Linked DNA regions of Rattus norvegicus: region 2 is linked to region 1. The links are chromatin contacts, called in public Hi-C maps. All regions are on one chromosome and are shown on one strand. The core of a region is the stretch at or near the end of the contact, and the rest is flanking DNA. Distances in the headings are between cores, read along the strand shown.

Evidence for each region. A called contact is a pair of places that touch in the nucleus more often than the background predicts.
Region 2: a contact with region 1 is called in a Hi-C map of liver, with 6 times the contacts expected there. The contact joins the promoter of Mrc1 here to the enhancer-like site in region 1. A contact is called at or near these places in 2 of 12 Hi-C or Micro-C datasets (liver and psoas muscle).

What each region holds. Positions count from the first base shown.
Region 1 is chr17:82,090,127-82,092,955 of GRCr8, forward strand. Tmem236 (transmembrane protein 236) reads left to right here. Exons shown (of 4, transcript XM_001057551.8): 1 at 1-2,829. Among named protein-coding and RNA genes, the nearest start is that of Tmem236, 17 kb to the left of the region's middle. Within about 2 kb of position 1,310, at least 17 of the 93 cell types and tissues checked have an H3K27ac peak or open chromatin away from gene starts, as enhancers often do.
Region 2 is chr17:82,156,443-82,159,403 of GRCr8, forward strand. It overlaps Mrc1 (mannose receptor, C type 1), which reads left to right and starts at 1,283. Exons shown (of 30, transcript NM_001106123.2): 1 at 1,283-1,448. The coding sequence starts at 1,388.

The DNA of each region.
Region 1 (2,829 bases), core at 60-2,559:
CTCCAGACGTACCAGAACATTCTTGGCAGTTTGTCCGTTCCATTTCACAGACCCTCTGCCGAAAACAATGTATGAACCTCTAGATTGCAAATGCTCTCGCTAACGATTTTTAGAGACTTTCAGTTTTTGACTTCCTGCCTGCAGGAAGGAAATGGCAGTTGGCAGTGTGGACAACAGGTGTTCCTCTGGACGGAATGATATCTTCTGCTTACTAAAATAAAAAGCTCTGCATCAACAGTCCTATGTGGAAGTGAATTCAGAACCACAGGGGCCAGTCATTCCAGCACAGATCCAGCTTCAGAAACCAAATGTGTTCTCTGTCAGGAAGTTCTGACGACCGCCGGCCTGACAGGCAAGTGCAGGCTGAGGCACAGGCCTCTCCGATCAGTTTTGGACTTTTTCAAGTAAAGCATTTGAGCGGTTCGAAAATGGCCTTTATGTTTCGGTGCAGTGGCATGGCAGATTGTCAGGGAACTTAGGAGGGGAAGCATCGGGACTGAAGTACGCAGCCCTCTGTTGGAGGGTAAATGGTTAGCAAAGTCCTCTTGCAACTCCCCAATGATTGTGCCTCCAAATCTAACCCTTGGCATTGTTTCGTCCTGGTTGTTAGCGTGATGGTGTTCTTTTCTTCAGCCCAGTGAGCTGGTTGCTCGATCAGTCATTCCCTGCCTGCCATTCTATTAATTAGAGTTAGAGCAAATGAGACACTAGGAGATGAAGGCTGAAATCACTGGAGCTTCTGTCTTGGGCCAGACAAGCGCCAGGCAGTTCTCTCCCAAACACCTCTGTTAGTGCTCATGTCTGTTTTTGAGGGCACACATGTTGGAAAAAATTTGGGAGACACCGTAGCACTGGCATCTACAAAACTTTTGTTAGTGTCTGGAAAAGACCAGAAACATTGCCTAACACCAAGCATGAAATTAGTTGTGTAAGACCCACCCCCCTTCCTCGTCCCACCTACGCCCCAACCCACTACTTTGTCTTCCCTCTCTGGCCTTGGGACTCTAAAGAGCTATGTGATGAGGGAAGGAGACATAGGAAGAGTGAGTATGATTGAGCACATAAGTAAACCTGTGTGCTGAATGAGTGTGCCGATCACACAGGACAGATGGTTCTCGATCGCTATCTCCTGCAGTGTGAGAAGCAGCATTCCCTTGGAAAAAGAGAGGCCTTAGCCATGACTGGGGGCTGTGCCTTCTGCAGCTGCTCTGTGCTCCCCATCCCTCCCACGAATGTGTGTTAAGAGCTTGTTCTGTGCTGGGCACTGTGCTGAGAAATGATGAGTCAAGGCTTAGGGCAGATGTTTCCTGCTTTCAAGGAGTATATGGGCTTCCTGGAGATCCAGCAGGCAAACCAGGATATAGATAGCTGTAACTGCGAGCAGAGACGGTTTCCAAAAGCTTTTGGCACGAAGGAGGTAATGCCACATCCTACTTGGGAAAGGTGCCTAGAGGAAGGTTGGGCAGGAGGAAGCACTTGAGGTGGGCGCTGCTGCAGGATGGCTGTGACGAGTCTCGAGGCTTCTTCAAGAGCCTGACACAGCGACCCAGCTTGATGGGGAGATGGTTTCCATGCCTTTGTCCTGCTTGATGTTTGTGGCTGTGTGGCTTTTTGCTTGTGTTTAGTTTTTCCACTCAGAGGTTAAGTGGAAGTGAAATGTGTTTGTCTAGCTTCTGCCCAAGGGAAAGTGAGGAATGTAAATTGATAAATGAAAGTGCATATATATATATAGATATGTGTGTGTACATATATATATACATATACATACATATGTATATATACACATATATGAACACATATGCACACATATATATGCACACACATATATGTGCACATACATATGCACATATATAATAAACTTTTAATGTAATTGCAATAATTATTTTAAAGTTACTTTTGTTTTCTCTGTATGAGTGTTCGGCTGTAATGTATACTAGGGCAGCACACGCATATTTTGTTCCCTTGGGGACCAGAAGAGAGTGTCAAAACCCCTGAAACTGGATTGCTGTAAGTCATGTGGGTGCTGAGAATCCAACCTGCGTTCTTCACAAGATCAGCAAGTGCTCCTAACTGTTGGGCCATCTCTCCAGCCCACTTGCAGTGATTTTAAAATACATTTTTCTTACTCTAAAATTGCTTTCCAATCTTTTAGAACCATTTAGATGATGACAAAACTAGTGAAAAGGGTGTTTTTTTTTTGTTGTTGTTGTTTGTTTTTGTTTTTAAATCTCCCTCCTATACTGCTCTCCCCCATTTTCTAGACACAACACTGTCAGTTTGATGGGTATCTTTCTGAATTTTAAATTTATATGAATATCTAAAACTACAACAATTTAATATAGAAATGAGGTTGTGTCCCCGAGAGTTAACCCCAGTCTCTGCGCCTTACTGCTTCCTTCTCCTCTTAGCTCTCAAGACCCCACACGCTATTACAACCGTTTTCAGAAGAGATGGTTTTCCATTCCCTCAGGCAAAGACAATGCTGCCCCAGTACTTAGAGCCTGCTCTGAGTCAGGAGAAAGAGCAGTAGAGGTCCAGCTCAAAGAACAGCCTTGCACTTTCTACATTTCTTCTCAGTGTTGTGTTTTCTTCGGAATCATCAGTCTTTGTACATGTCAGTTCTGAAGGTTTTTTTTTTTTTCATTACACCTAAGCCTTATTTTTTCTTAATGCTCACAGTAAGCAGTGGTGTGTGTGTGTGTGTGTGTGTGTGTGTGTGTGTGTGTATGCGCGCGCGTGCGTGCGCGCATAAGCAGTGCACAATGTACATGTGGACATACAAGCAGAGCACAGTGAGCCCCTCTTGTAAGGGTTCATATGAGCAGTTGA
Region 2 (2,961 bases), core at 33-2,532, 66 kb after region 1:
GACTGTTTCAATGTTCCTCTGGTAAGACAGTTAAGCAGTGTTTGGACACAAAACATTTGCTGTGCCTCTAGTTTTGGGAGAATTTTCTTTGTCAGTTAAGCGTTGGTAGAATGGATGGAACAGAACTGTGGGTCCTCTCTCCGCACCTTCCTACTTGAGGCTTTTAAAGAAGAAATTTATTGAGAGAAATCACAGTTCTTACTGGGAAGTAAAGTGTGAACCTTTGCCTCAGAATTGATGCTTCTTAACAGCTTTTCATTTGCAGATAAACCATCTGTTTACAATTTCTAACTCTCCAGTGTTTCCAGAAGCTTCTTTTTGAAACACTTACATTTCCCACCCTCCGGTTCCAGGTCTTTCCCTGGTTATCTAACCACTATCCATTTCAAAATATTCTTAATTCTGGTTCAACTCCTGAAAAAAAAATCAAGGTTTAGGTCGGTTGTGTGGTGCTTTGTGAACCACCCTGTAATGTCAAGAGAGAATCCCAGTTTCATGAATCAACAAGTAACTTTTGGACCCAAGCCAGGCTTTCTTTTGCAAGGGAGAGGTCTTCCCCTTTTCCAACTCAGAGGACTGTGATGGTTGAGCCCCGGCAGCAAACCAACTACAAAGCTTTTGCCACTGTTTCCTCTGGCTTTCTAGAGAAAGGCTTCTAGAACTTTCTCTTTCTGGACCTCACTGAAATTGTCTTAAAATTAACTTCTCTTTCATTTTCCTTCCAGAGATAGGAGCAAAGCTCTATGTGAACCATACCTTTGACCCTTTCCAAGGTGTGTGTGTGTGTGTGTGTGTCGGGGGCCGGGGCTCTGAACACAGGATTGGGGCGGAGGGTCAGTTTTACACCTTCAGGAAATGTTTCTGACCTTTGGAGTGCGTGTCCTCCCTTTCTGACATTAGAATTGAGGCTACATGCATAAGAGCCTCCACACTGCCTCCTGGAGACTGTCACTTTCCTCACCCAGATAATGGCCTCCAAAGTAGTCAGTGCCCAGCACCTGTGGAGAACTCCGCTGGGCTGTCTCTCCCTCCTGCAGCTGAGGCCTGAGGCTTGGGTCCTCACTTCTCCACACTTCCTGCGTTCACTCCTCTCCTCCACATGTTCCTCTCTCCCCTTCCCCCTGTGCCTTAGCTTACGAAGCAAAGTTGTAACTTTGAATTCCTGTTTTTCTAACCGCCCCCATGTGACAGGATATCTGTCAATTGGAGGGTTTTCCTAAATTCAGGAGTCCTTTAAAAGAGACAGCTTCCTCTCTTCTCCTTTTCAGTCAGACGGCTCCCAGACCCTGGACTAAGCCAAGGGGCAACCCGGGGACTTGGGCTGTATTCTTTGGCTTTTCTTTTCCCCTTTCCCTCTTCTCCCTCAATGGAACACACACTCTGGGCCATGAGACTCCCCCTGCTCCTGGCTTTTATCTCTGTGATTCCGGTCGCTGTTCAACTCTTGGGTAAGTCTATTTTGAGGTGGGGGCTTTGCATACCATTTTGTTTGAAGTATATGCTGAGTCCTGTGCACATCTGGAAGAGGAGTTGAATGCACTGTCCTTAACATCTGTGTTTTTACCTGACTCGAATAGAGCCTGCATCTGGCTGTGGCTTGGCAATCGGGGTGGGAGTTGAGCTACACCCAGGCAATGCTGCCGCTCTCCCATGTCAGATATCGCCCAGGCTGAAGCCCTCAGCACCTCTGTCCTCCTGAGGACATCATGTCTAGTTTTTTCTACCTGGTTCGTGTGCAACGGTTTCTTGTTTTGTGGTTTGCCCTAGTTCTAGTTTTCAGTTTATGCCACTGCTCTCCTCCTCTCTACAGATACCTCTGAGCATTTCTAGTGGGGAAAGAGGAAGTTGCTGCCCCTCATCCAAGATGCAAATTGATAAGGAGGGGAATCTCCCTAGAGCAGGGACGTGGTAATTCTTACACTCAGAGTTTCCCATGAGCCCTTTCATTCATAATTTTTATTACTAGAAAGTCCATCCTTTTCTGTATCCAAAATTGTTCCTACCGTCTCACAGGCGGATGTGTTCAGTGCTGAAGTCTGAAGGTGGTTGATATGTCCATAGGAACTGATCAGGGCTCCTTAGACGCTCAAGGGCATTGCTGAGTCTGCATTTCTCTGGACTCCTAAGAACCAGAATGGGAGGGACTGGGAGAGTCTGCACTCCCAGGTCTATTTTGAGACTTATTTTGCCTTTTTTATCACCCTTCTTTTTCATCAGACAACTGAAACCTGCTGGACAGTTTGTACCCTTGGTCCTAACCCAAGTTCTATGGTGACACTGATGCCGGAAGTTTTCTAGGGAGCTGTTTGATAAAGATGTTCTCAATTTTCTTAGGAATGTTTCCCTCCGTTGAGACAGCAGGATGCCTCCCTAATGTCTTTCTCTTTGTGGCTACAAATACTGAGACAGAGTGTGAGGTCTTTGGGCACAGATACCTGAATACAGAGTGTGAGAACCTGTGGGTCTCTTTGGGCACAGATACTGGGAGAGAGTGTGAGGCCCTGTAGGGCACTTGGTGTGCTCAGTTACTGGGACACAAAGTATGAGGTCTTTCAGGTCTCTCTAGAGAATGAAAAGCAAATAAAAAGTGGGTGCAGGAGTGTCCCTTGAAGGTGCAGATGTTTTTGTGTTACTCCAGGCCTGTGATTTCTCAGCCCCTCACTGGGAGACTCTAGACTTGTACTCTGCTGTAGAGCCATACCCTCATCTCTTTTCACTATTTATTTATCTGGAAAAGGTTTTATTGTGTTCATTGCATTTTGGCGTGCGTGTGCCGTAGAAATTCAAGTGGAGGTCAGAGGACATTCCACTGGTCCCAGGGGTCAACTCCAGGGGTCAGGCCTGGCAGGCAGCAGCAGATGATCTGCATCTGATGAGCCACCTCTGGCCTAGGTGTCAGCCATTCTTACTTTACCTTCTCTTGGCCTTAATATCCCAAGTCCCTAAGGGAACAGTTGGAGC